Regions from separate parts of the Sus scrofa genome. Here all the other regions are linked to region 1. A link is a contact called in public HiChIP or PLAC-seq data. All regions are on one chromosome and are shown on one strand. The core of a region is the stretch at or near the end of the contact, and the rest is flanking DNA. Distances in the headings are between cores, read along the strand shown.

Region 1 (3,978 bases), core at 859-3,358:
TGGTCTCTTTTGAGCCTCACCCATGGCATAGGGAGGTTCCCAGGCTCAGGATGGAATCAGAGCTACAGCTGCTGGCCTATGCCACAGCCACAGCAACATCAGATCCGAGCCACTTCTGTGACCTACCAACCACAGCTCATGGCAATGCCGGATCCTTAATCCACTGAGTGAGGCCAGGGTTGAACCACGTCCTCTTGGATACTAGTCAGGTTCGTTAACCCCTGAACCACGAGGGAACTCCCAGTTTAAGTATATTTTCAAAGATACCTATCTCCAAAAAGAGTACATAATAAGTCCCTGGTTTTGAACATTAAGAATTATTACACTGTCATTAACTAAATGTTAAAGATATATTTAGAGAACACCAGTTTGAGGGGGTGCCACTGAGGCATTCCCAGTGTTTCTGCTGGTCCCCCCAGACCTGTGTAAGGAGCTGTACAGGTGCTCTATATCTATGGGATCCTGGCTCTTGATGTGAAGTGGAAAGAAGAGACAAGGCTCATCTGCTCTGGTGGTGAGACTTCTTGACCCTGCTGACACTTGCTAGCTGACAACCCCCTGCCCACCCTTCCCTGCTCAGACTCCTTCCCCACACTCTTTCCTATCTCTTAAAGGAGCCCCTCTTACAACCACTCCTAGGACCCTCCTGTCTCTCCAGCCAGGCACTCAGCCTCTCTGATTTGCATTCCACTTGAAAACTCCAACCTACTCCAGCTCTTTGAAAAACCCCTTGGAAACCAGAACAAGAGGAATTCGAGGGTAGACTGGTTAATGAGATGCAAAGAGGACACTGGGGAAGTACTGACCAAGTCAGCTGGACAGTGGGATGAGTCATTGCTGAGAGTAGCCCTGCCTTCCCCTGTGGGGTAACAACAATGGATGGGGACCATGAAGCTAACACCTCTAGTCCTGGCTTTTGGGCCACTCTGCCACAAAAGGACTTCACATAGAAAACTGGAAAATAGAAGTTTTTGAAGTATCCGTGGGCTGAGAAGCAGCATGGAGGACCAATGGTCCCGGCTTCTTTCCTGCTGTTCAGGCCTCAGCCTTACTCTCCCATAAGCCTCCCATCCTCATGTACTTTTGAAACAAAGGGCAGGCTTTCTGACACAGGCAATTTAGTATCCTTGAGCTACTGGTCAGAAATAAGGAAGCCCATACATGTTATCTAGAGGTGGAATCCAGAGTAACGTGGTGAGGCCTGGAGTCCAGGATGTCAAGGCTTCATCATGAGGCTGCCTCAGAAAAGTACACAGACTGGGAATCAGAAGAGACCAGGAAGTCAACATAGAGACCATATGTACTTATTTGCCAGGTACCAGCCTAAGCAAATGACAAATATCAATGAAAACAATTTGGTAAATCATTGAACATCCCTGATACTGTTTTTCCCAATGGAAAAGAAACAAAGAGGTTATCCTTGCGAATCCATCAAGTCCCCTCCATTCTGACACCCCGGGACTCTATGATCCAACATTCATAGAAACCTGCCCTCGTGGAACCACCATGCCTTCATTTTAGCACTTGGATCTCAGCACTGGTGTATATTAGCAACTACTACTTCCGGATCTGTTGCAGTGTCTCCCGTGGGTTTTGGCTCTGCTAGCTCACACACCCTCCGAGGGCACAGACTGTCTTCACCTCCCAACTCAGTACCTAGGAGCAAGGGGCCTTAGAGAGGGCCGTGAATTGTCAGCAGAAACCAGGGGTGGTCGAGGGCTGCTAAATCCTGTTCCCTGAGCTCCAGCCTCCTCCTTCTGCTTCTATCCCCAGATGCTCATTACCCACAACCACCCACACCCTGGACTTCTGGCCATAAAAGGTGAAAAGCCGACTAGCAGTGACTTGGCCTCTCAGCAAAGACTAAGAGCCAGGCAGGGTCCTCTCACTTCAACTCTTGTCCTGTGCCCCCCAACTTTCCCACTGCTCGGACAACTCACCTTCAACCGTGCAAGCGTTTGCTCTCAGCTCTCAGCTCTCAGCTCCTCACAGCGACACTCAGCTCCTCTCTAGCTGCTGCGACTTCAGAGCAAGAAATTCTGAGCTGCTGCTTCAGTTCCGTATTCAGGTTTTCTGTCATTTCCTGCCACCCTGTCCTCACAGCTACTTCCTGAAGTTTGAGTCAGTTCCTTCTGCTTAGGCACTTAAATAAAAAAGGATTAAATGCTTGGTGCTTGCTCTTTTGCAAGGCTTTGAGGGTCTCAGAGGTCATAAAAAAATGAACTCTCAGAGTTTATAATCTGGTCAGGGAAGCAAAACATTCAACCAGAAAATACATAAGACCATTGAAGAAAATTTGTTTCCAAAATAGGTGGGCAATTGCATCTGCTTATAGCAAAGAAATTTTGAGAATTTGGTATGGGCTAAAGACTTAATGGAAAAACTAATTTTTATGTGAATTTTCACATTTTCAAAAATCAATCTTAACATGGTAAGATTTCTTTTCCTTTTTTTTTTTTTTTTTTTTTTTTTTTTTTTTTGCCGTTCTCATAGCATATAGATGTTCCCAGGCCAGGGACTGAACCTGTGCCACAAGAGCATCCTGAGCTGCTGCAGCGACAACACCAGATCCTTAACATGCTGCGCCACAAGGGAACACCCTGAAGGGTAAGATTTAAGAAGAAACGCAATTTCTATATCACTCACATTACTTACAACTGGGGTTTGGAACTATGGAGAACAGTTTGGAGATTCCTTAAAAAAAACTAAATATAGAGTGTTCCTTCCTCTGCCATTTTTTGGAATAGTTTCAGGATAGGTGTTAACTCTTCTCTAAATTTTTGATAGAATTCGCCTGTGAAGCCATCTGGTCCTGGACTTTTGTTTGTTGGAAGTTCTTTAATCACAGCTTCAATTTCAGTACTTGTGATTGGTCCATGCATCTTTTCTATTTCTTCCTGGTTTATTCTTGGAAGATTGTACCTTTCTAAAAATTCGTCCATTTCTTCGAAGTTGTCCATTTTTATTAGCATATAGCTTCTTGTAGTAGTCTCTTATGATCCTTTGTATTTCTGTGATGTCTGCTGTAACTTCTTTTTCATTTCTAATTTAATTGATTTGAGTCCTCTCTCTTTTTTTACACTGTTGGTGGGAATGCACATTGGTGCAACTACTATGGAAAACAGTATGGAGGTCCTCAAAAAACTAAAAATAGAACTACCATATGATCCAGCAATCCCACTCCTAGGCATCTATCCAGAGAAAACCATCATTCAAAAAGATATATGCACCCAAATGTTCATTGAAGCACTGTTTATAATAGCTAAGACATGGAAGCAACCTAAATGTTCATCGACAGAGGAATGGATAAAGATGTGGTACATATACAATGGAATATTATTCAGCATAAAAAGAATGAAATAATGCCATTTGCAGCAACACGGATGGACCTAGAAACTCAAGGGAAGTTAGTCAGACAGTGAAGAACAAACATCACCTCACCTATATGTGGAATCTAAAAAAAGGATACAAATGAACTTATTTGCAGAACAGAAACAGACCCACAGACTTGAACAACTCATGGTTACCAAAGGAGACAGGTTGCGGGGGTGGGAGAAATGGACTGGAGGCTTAGGACTGGCATGTGCACACGGAAGTATACAGAATGACTGGCCAACAGGGATCTGCTGTATAGCACAGAGAACTCTACCTAGTATTCTGTGATAATCTATGTGGGAAAAGAATCTGAGAGAATGGATATGTGCATGACTGGGTCACTTTGTCATACAGTAGAAATTTTCACAAACTTGTAAATTAACTATACCTCAATAAAACTTAAAAAAACAAACACATGAATTAAAAAAAAAAACCCTAAATATATAACTACCATGTGATCCAGCAATCCCACTGCTGGGCATATATCTGGAGAAAACCATAATTTGAAAAGATACGTGCATTCCAATGTTCACTGCAGCACTATTTACATTAGCCAAGACATGGAAGCAACCTGCGTCCATCAAGAGAGGAATGGATAAAGAG
Region 2 (3,978 bases), core at 388-2,887, 1.9 Mb before region 1:
TAGTGGCTGGCCTAGGACCTAGAAATCTGTGGGTTTCTTAAGTCCCAGAAGAATTCTAGCACCCATTCACATATAGGAACCACTGGAGTAAAACACCTCACCTCTTAAGGAAATGAAACAAGTATTGTTTAGATTCAGGTGCAGCTTATTCCTTCTGTGTATAGGGCTCACTTACCTCCCAATCTCTCACTGCAAAGATAAACATTGTAAATTTGCAGAAAACACTGATTTATTTTCATTTCAAAGACATTATAACACAAAATGATTTCTGTTTTGTTCTGATCACAGAAAGCAATAATTATGGAAATAAGCTATTTTATTGGGGTTTTTATAATTGTTCTCCAGTATATTCATTTTAAAGTAACTTTGAAAGTAAAGGTTATTGTGTTTAATCTATGTAGTACACAGTCTTATGTGCTTTTGATGAAACATTCATTTGAACTACTGTACACCTTCCTGGAAGTAGAAAAAATTGATTTAAGTTTCATTTGGATTCCTGAAGAAGCCTTTTAAGATGCAGTGTTAATGATTCATTTTCTTCTCTTGCTTACTCATGCAGAATGAGTTACATAGCCCATTCCTAGCTAATCAACATTATTTTACCTTCCAACGTTCCTTAAGATGTATCCTAAATCCTCCACTACCATCAGCCTAGGTTCTACTCCCATGTGCAAATTATGGCTGCTCCCCTTTTTCAGCATCTCCAGCATTCTCCTTTTCTTCAGCCTGGAATGCACCCTTCCTGCCCCCTTTCTTCAGTATTCCAGTTCAAATTGATCTTTCCGTCTGCTGAAACCAGTAGCATTTAGATACTGCCTTAAGTTGTAAATTATCTCTGGGGAAGTCATATTTTTCTTCTGGCTAGTTCTAAACTTCGGGGCACAGATCTCATCTTGTACTTCCACGTTTTTCCACAGAGCCTAGAGTGTCACTATGCACATTTTACACAATGGATACATACTTCTATTTGTATGATCACTGTATATATATATATATCTACGCTTTTCTTTATATACCATATAGAGCTATATACATACACTGTATGGTATGTTGCCCATTGTTTTGTTTTGTTTTTCCAAGTCACCCAAACACTTATAAATAGTTATTACAAAGAGATGTGTGCTATATATTGTCTGCAACCTTTTGGGCTCTAACAGTGCTGTAGACATTCAGGGGTTCAACAAATCTATACTATTTAATAAGAACCAGTTTGAGGTTGTGGAAGGAACTTCTAGCCTAAATTTTGCCACTTAAAGGCGGATCTGTGGGCGGAAAATGGTATCCTCTCTGACCTTCAGTTTTGGGGCTGTGAGACTGTGTTCAAGATGTTATAAAATGTAACGAACAAATATTAGACATTTTACCGGGGAGGAGGGGCGTACCATTTATTCATTCGCTCCTAGGATCCGATTTTATCTGAGGGCGAGCGAGCTGGGGCGGAGGGTCGGGGAGAGGATTTCACTCTATTCGCAAAGATGCAGCTCTGAACATATAAAGCTCGGCTTTCAACAGACGAGTAGAAAAATCGCGTCCCGCCGCACCGCACTAGGCGTTGGTTAACTCCCCGGGGAGGGCCCAGCTTCCCCGCTCCGCCTTCGCAGGGAACCGGTACCCGGAGGCTGAGCAGCGAGCAGCAGCCTCTGCGTTGGGCGGCTCTCCACCCACGTGGTGCGGCTCCACGGCCATCTTTGTGCGGGGCTGCGCTTCCGCCGGCGCAGCGGCGGGGCCTCCGCAGTGGGTCGGCTGGCGATGGAGCGGTGGGCGCTCTCACATCTTCGGTTGTGGCTGCTGTTGCTCCTCCTGCTCCCGGTGCCGGGCCGCCAAAAGGAGTCAGGTGCGCTCTGGGCGGCGCCGAGCCCGCCGCTGGGGCTCAGGGTCTGGCCCGGTGCCAAGCGCTCTCCCGCTCCCCTCGCTCCCGGTGCGGCTGGCGCCCGGCTTCTGCTGTGGTCGCGGTGGCGCAGAGCTGGGCAGGGAGCACCCGGGCGCCTCAGAGCGGAGAGAGATTGCGTCTGGGTGTCTAGCGCGGCTTCTGCCCAGGACCCTGGAGAGTAACCCATCCTCTGGAATTCGGAGTGATAGTTGGGAGGAGAGGGTATGCCCCTGTTCCTCCACAGCGAGTGTGTCCCACGCTGGGCTACCTTGTAGCTCCCTAACACACGTTGGGGGATAACTTGTGTGTGTGTGTTCGAAGGGAGGGTTAATGCCTGCGGCTTTTAATCAACCCCCTTTATGAGGCTCAGTTTGATTAGTAAAAGGTGAGAATCCATGTCACCAGCTTATCCATAACCTAGGTGCCAAGAATTAAGCTTGGAAATTTTCCCATTTCTTGTATACCTGGCAGCCTGAGTAGAGGAGCAGACCTGACCTGAGTGCTGGAGAGCTATAGAATGAATCCTTCCTGGAGGTTCATTTCACCAGTGGGATGGAAAAGGGGTGTCTACAAGTTTGGGCCTTCTTTTGGTTCTGCCTGTGTGCCGCAAGTGAATAAGAATGCTCAGGGATGTTTTGTTAACCTTCATTTACTTCACTTTTTGAAGGTTCGAAATGGAAAGTACTTATTGACCAAATTAACAGAGCTTTGGAAAATTATGAACCATGTTCAAGTCAAAACTGCAGCTGCTACCATGGGTGAGTTCTTTTCTTTGATGTGTTTTAGAGTATTTAGATCTTGTCAGGAGGAAATGCCCTAAGATCCCAGAAAGACCTTAGTTGCTGTCAGAGAGCCAAGCATGCTTTGAGAGCAGACAGATGTTTTGAGGGTCCCTGAGGTGGTTTTCACATTTCTAGGGAATAAAAATGCCCTGGGATGGGAAAGGCCAAAGTGGTCTTAGCATTGCTTGTTAACTTCCTGTAGGAGTTAGCACATGTATTTGTCTGCCTTCCCCACTGAACCAAAAGCTTCTTGAGGTCAAGGCCTCTGTCTTATATTCACTGCTGTATTCCTGGTGCTGGCTCTCAGTAAGTACTTAACTAAATATTGTTGAAGGAATGAATGTATATTTGAATGAATCAAATCGTATGTTTCCTGTTGGCTGTATATTTTTTCATATATATACATGGTATAAAATTTATAAAGTTCAAAAGGGCATTTACAAAAGTGAAAAGTAAGTTTTCTCCAACTCCTGGCTCACGCTATTTACTTGCCCTGGAGGTAACCATTGTTACTAGTTTTTTTAATATTCCCTCCAGAAATCAAAATGTACCTTAAAATTAGGAGTGCCCGTCGTGGCACAGTGGTTAACGAATCCGACTAGGAACCATGAGGTTGAGGGTTCGGTCCCTGCCCTTGCTCAGTGGGTTAACAACGATCCGGCGTTGTCTTGAGCTGTGGTGTAGGTTGCAGACTCGGCTCGGATCCTGCGCGTGCTGTGGCTCTGGTGTAGGCAGGTGGCTACAGCTCCGATTTGACCCCTAGCCTGGGAACCGCCATATGCCGTGGGAGCTGCCCAAAGAAATAGCAAAAAGACAAAAAAAAAAAAAAAAAAAATTAATACTTTTATTGTTACAGTAAGTGTTGTCTTCTTATTTTTTTACATTTTTTATTTCCCCAATACAATTTTTTTTTCTGTACAGCATGATGACCCAACTACACATACATATATACATTCTTTTTTCTCACATTGTCATGCGCCATCATAAGTGACTAGACATAGTTCCCAGTGCTACACAGCAGGATCTCATCGCTAATCCATTCCAAAGGCAATAGTTTGCATCTATTAACCCCAATCCACCCCACTCCCTCCCCACCTATGGCTGTTTTTAAGGTATGTAAATTAGAGCTGGAGTGTGGTGTGGTAAACAGATTCCTTTAAAATCAGCCTTGGGTACTAGTCCCAGATCCCAGCACCAGATCCAAACCACTTAACTCCTCTAGGTGTCAGATTTTTCATCAGCTAAATAACAGGGCCCTTTAAGCCCTCCCTCTGATTCCTCAAAAAATTCACCTGATATGTATACTTGCTGAAAACTTATTATGTA
Region 3 (3,978 bases), core at 807-3,306, 1.7 Mb before region 1:
TGTAGTTCTTTACCTTGGGGTTCCCCAACAAGTTCATTTGCTTCCTTAAAGCCAGCAAGGGAAGGAGTGAGCAACTCCAGCAAGATGGCCACTACAGTCTATGTAAAGCAACCATGTGGTCATATGTCTATAATCACCTATAATCATATTTAACATCTTCTATTGGTTAGTGTCTTCCAATGTGTTTATCAAAGGGTTGTTGGCTTTGGCTGTTGGCTGGCTCTTGGCTTCTTTACATAATTTATCCTATAGAGCGAGGAAGTCTTTCTGAGGAAGGAACATCTTAGCTGAAACCTCAAATGAGGAGTGAGTCTGCAGGGATAAGATGAGGGGCAGGGGTGTTCTGGGAAGAAGGAACAGACAGTGGGAAATGTAGTCATACCCTAAGACAGAAAAACATTATCATGTCGTTATAACACGGTATTTTATTTTTTTTCTTTTTATGGCCGCACCTGTGGCATATGGCAGTTCCTGAGCCAGAGATCAAATTGGAGCTGCAGCTGGGGCCAACACCACAGCCAAAGCAATGCCAGATCCGAGCTGCATCTGCAATCTACACTATAGCTTGTGGCAACGCCAGATCCTTAACCCCCTGAGCCACGCCCGGGATTGAACCTATGTCCTCGTGCATACTAGTCAGGTTCTTAACCTGCTGAGCAACAACTGGGAATGCCCAGAAAGTTCTTTTTATAGAAGAATCCCAGGTAAGAAGGAAATTGTTGAAGATATTAGAAATTCACTGTTCTAGATGAAAATCCTGAGATACCAAAATAAAGTGTAAAGAATTTTTTAGATCTTTTGATCAGAAAAAAAAATCTTGGACTCAATCAGGGAAATTTGAATATATACTAAATTTTAAATATAAAGGAATTATTAATTTTGTTAGATTTGATAATGGCAATTATGTTAAAAATCTGTATCAGTTTGAGATGCAGATTAAGGGTAAAATAATGTCTGGGATTTGAAAATGCTCAAGCAAAAGGAGATAGTAGACAGGTGAAACTGGACTGGCAAATTCTTGATAATTATTTACTCCGTGATGATTAGCGCCAGCTCATTACTAAAAGTGGATTCACTCTTGCCTATGTTAAGACATTTCCAGAGTCCTGTTGTGATGCAGCGAATCCGACTAGTAACCATGAGGTTGCTGTTTGATCCCTGGCCTCTCTCAGTGGGTTGAGGATCAGGTGTTGCTGTGAGCTGTGGTGTAGATAGCAGACCCTGCTTGGATCCTGCGTGGCTGTGGCATAGGCATAGGCGTGGCTGTAGCTCGGATTGGACCCCTAGCCTGGGAACCTCCATATGCCGCTGTTGCGGCCCTGAAACAAAAACAAAAACAGACATTTCCATAATAAGTAGTTTTAAAAAGCAAGTCAGTGCGGAATACACCACATCATCTTCGGCTGATTTAATTAGTGCCCAGGGCTCAGAAAGGGGTAGCAGAATGCAGATCAACAGTTACTAACTACCCACCCCACCCCAAATCCTGATTCCCAGGGCAAGGGTTCATAGAGTGTCAAAGTCCAACGTTTAGGAGCTTTCTCAGCTAGCAGAAAAAGCCCCGCGGAAAGGGGATGTCCGAAAGGAAAGCCCCCGACTATTTTTTTCTGAGATTTCCCAGGGATTTCCGAAAGAGGTCGCGGAGTGAAACCGGCAAATCACTGCTGGATTTGAGCAGTAGCCTTTTCCCCAGCCTGCGGGCCCCGCGCATTGATCCTGGATGTACAACTGAAAACTCAAGGCTTGGCCTCTGGAATGAAGCGGGCAGTGTAGCAGATCCTCCCCCGGCCTACTACTTTCCCCTTTTTCCTTCTGAGTGCTGTCCTTTCCTCCCAACCCCTTTCTCCACCCCTCCCGCTCCTTCCCTCTGCACACTTCCTGTCCTCCCGCCCCTGCGCCACGCCCCACGCCTTCCTGCAATCCCCCCGTCTTCCTCCCGGTCGCCAGCCCCGCGCCCCTCCCTTCACTAGCCCCGCCCAGGTTCTTCATCCAGCCCGCCTTTCCTGACCCTCGTCCCGCCCCGTCCTTGTCACTCGGCTCCTCCCCTCTCATGCTAGTTCCGCTCTTCCCTTCTCCGCTTGCGTGCTGTCCTCGCTCCGCCCTTCGTTTCCGCTCTTCCAGGGGGTTACCATAGCTACTGTCCACACAACAGCTAGGTCTCTCAAGTTGGTCCTGGCTGACTGCAGGGCAGAGCCGGCACCATGAGTCATGTTGTGACCATCACCGAGCCCCAGGCCAAACCTCAGATGTCTCAAACCCAGTGCAGAGGGAAGTCGGGGACCTGGGGCAACGTCTCCGCTAGTCGAACGTATGATTTCCTGTATGGTAAGGGCGGCTCCAGATCTCCCTCCTGAGTTGTAGACTCCTGGGACAGATGGGCTTTGAAGATGGTGGGACCTGGCCAGGAGGCTCAGCGGAGGAAAGACTGGCCTCAGGACAGATCCCTTGTCTTGTCTTGGATGGGCAGCTCCAAGCCCTCTGGGTGGTGCACTCTAGGGCATCTCTGAAGACTCAGGTGAGCTGCGTCTTGGAGCAGGGGTAGGGAACACCTGACTCTTCTTCACCCGCTTTTCTTGATAATTTGCACAGCCCAAAGCAATCTTTCTGAAACCCGTTACTGGAGTTTTGGTATCCCATACAGTACCCAATGATTTGCATACTTGGAAATGTTACTGAAGAAAGTTTGGGTGCTCCACTCACAGTGAGGTCAAACAAACCAAAAGAAAAAGGTTTACTGTAGGGCCAAGCAAGAGTGGCTTGGTTCAAACCCCCCCGAAATCCCTGATGGTTTTGGGGAAAAAGTTTTCAATAGCAATATTTAGGGTGAAGGCTGAAGGGTATGTGACTTTTTTTCCTGAGGTCACAGAGGGATGCTTCAGCCATCTTGTGTTGAAATTGCCATCTGGATCACCTGGGTGGGGGCCTTAGTTCTGCAGAAGAGCTCAAAGATAATGTTCTGTATATTTCTTGAGGAGGAACCAGGATCTTGCCCCAAGGCTGCAGTAGTGTTTCTTGACTTCTCCTGACTTGTCTCTGCATCCCCTCCTTTCTCATTATCCACTGTTTGAATCTGCTCTTTGAAACTCAGGTAAGGTCAAGGAGGCTATATGAAGCCTATTTCCTACAAACAAGAAGGAGGGGGGGGTTGGGGGCACACAAAGGATTTGTATCCATCAAGGAGCCCTATAGCATCCTGCTTGGTTTCAGAGACTGACTCAACACTCCCACATTCAAACTGCATAAAATGCCCTTCCAGTTCTCATTCTCTGGCCTCTTCCAAATTTGGCATCTAGGTAAGGAAGGGCCAGTTTATTTCATCTTTGTTTTTAGCTTTCTCTTTTCTTCAAGCTTATTCTTAACCATTAAAGTATTGTTTATAAACTATGTCCACTAGGTCCTTTGGGCCAGTAAAGCCCCAGTTTATTTATCTATTTATTTATTTTTGTCTTCTTGCCATTTCTTGGGCCGCTCCCACGGCATATGGAGGTTCCCAGGCTAGGGGTCTAATCCGAGCTGTAGCCATCAGCCTACGCCAGAGCCACAGCAACGTGGGATCCGAGCCACGTCTGCAACCTACACCACAGCTCACGGCAACGCCGGATCGTCAACCCACTGAGCAAGGGCAGGGATCGAATCCTCAACCTCATGGTTCCTAGTCGGATTTGTTAACCACTGTGCCACGACGGGAACTCCAGCCCCAGTTTATTTTAATGCTCTGATTGTTCATTTAGGTTCTGGATCTTTTACTGGACCATAAGTTCCCTGAGTTCTGAAGCTCTTCTACTATACATTTTTGTAGCTTCTCAGTATCTATTCCAGTTCTGGTACATATGTTAGGTGCTTCATACTTTATTATGAATTATTTATTGAATTATTCAATTTACCACTATAGTAATTATAATCAATAAAGCATGATTTTTCCCAGTTTCGCCCCTCTTGACCTGAACCTTATATTACTTTTTTTTTTTTTTGGTTATG

Evidence for each region. HiChIP or PLAC-seq counts read pairs in DNA pulled down with a chosen protein or histone mark.
Region 2: an H3K27ac HiChIP or PLAC-seq map of alveolar macrophages shows a contact between it and region 1. The contact joins the promoter of POGLUT1 here to the promoter of HCLS1 in region 1. A contact is called at or near these places in 2 of 2 datasets of contacts at active chromatin or transcription factors (alveolar macrophages and skeletal muscle).
Region 3: an H3K27ac HiChIP or PLAC-seq map of alveolar macrophages shows a contact between it and region 1. The contact joins the promoter of MAATS1 here to the promoter of HCLS1 in region 1. A contact is called at or near these places in 2 of 2 datasets of contacts at active chromatin or transcription factors (alveolar macrophages and skeletal muscle).

The regions. Positions count from the first base shown.
Region 1 is chr13:138,850,517-138,854,494 of Sscrofa11.1, reverse strand. It overlaps HCLS1 (hematopoietic lineage cell-specific protein), which reads right to left and starts at 2,108. Exons shown (of 14, transcript XM_013980963.2): 1 at 1,941-2,108.
Region 2 is chr13:140,791,304-140,795,281 of Sscrofa11.1, reverse strand. POGLUT1 (protein O-glucosyltransferase 1) reads left to right here and starts at 1,637. Exons shown (of 11, transcript XM_021070325.1): 1 at 1,637-1,834; 2 at 2,538-2,628. The coding sequence starts at 1,750.
Region 3 is chr13:140,565,054-140,569,031 of Sscrofa11.1, reverse strand. MAATS1 (cilia- and flagella-associated protein 91) reads left to right here and starts at 2,056. Exons shown (of 18, transcript XM_003132654.4): 1 at 2,056-2,325. The coding sequence starts at 2,202.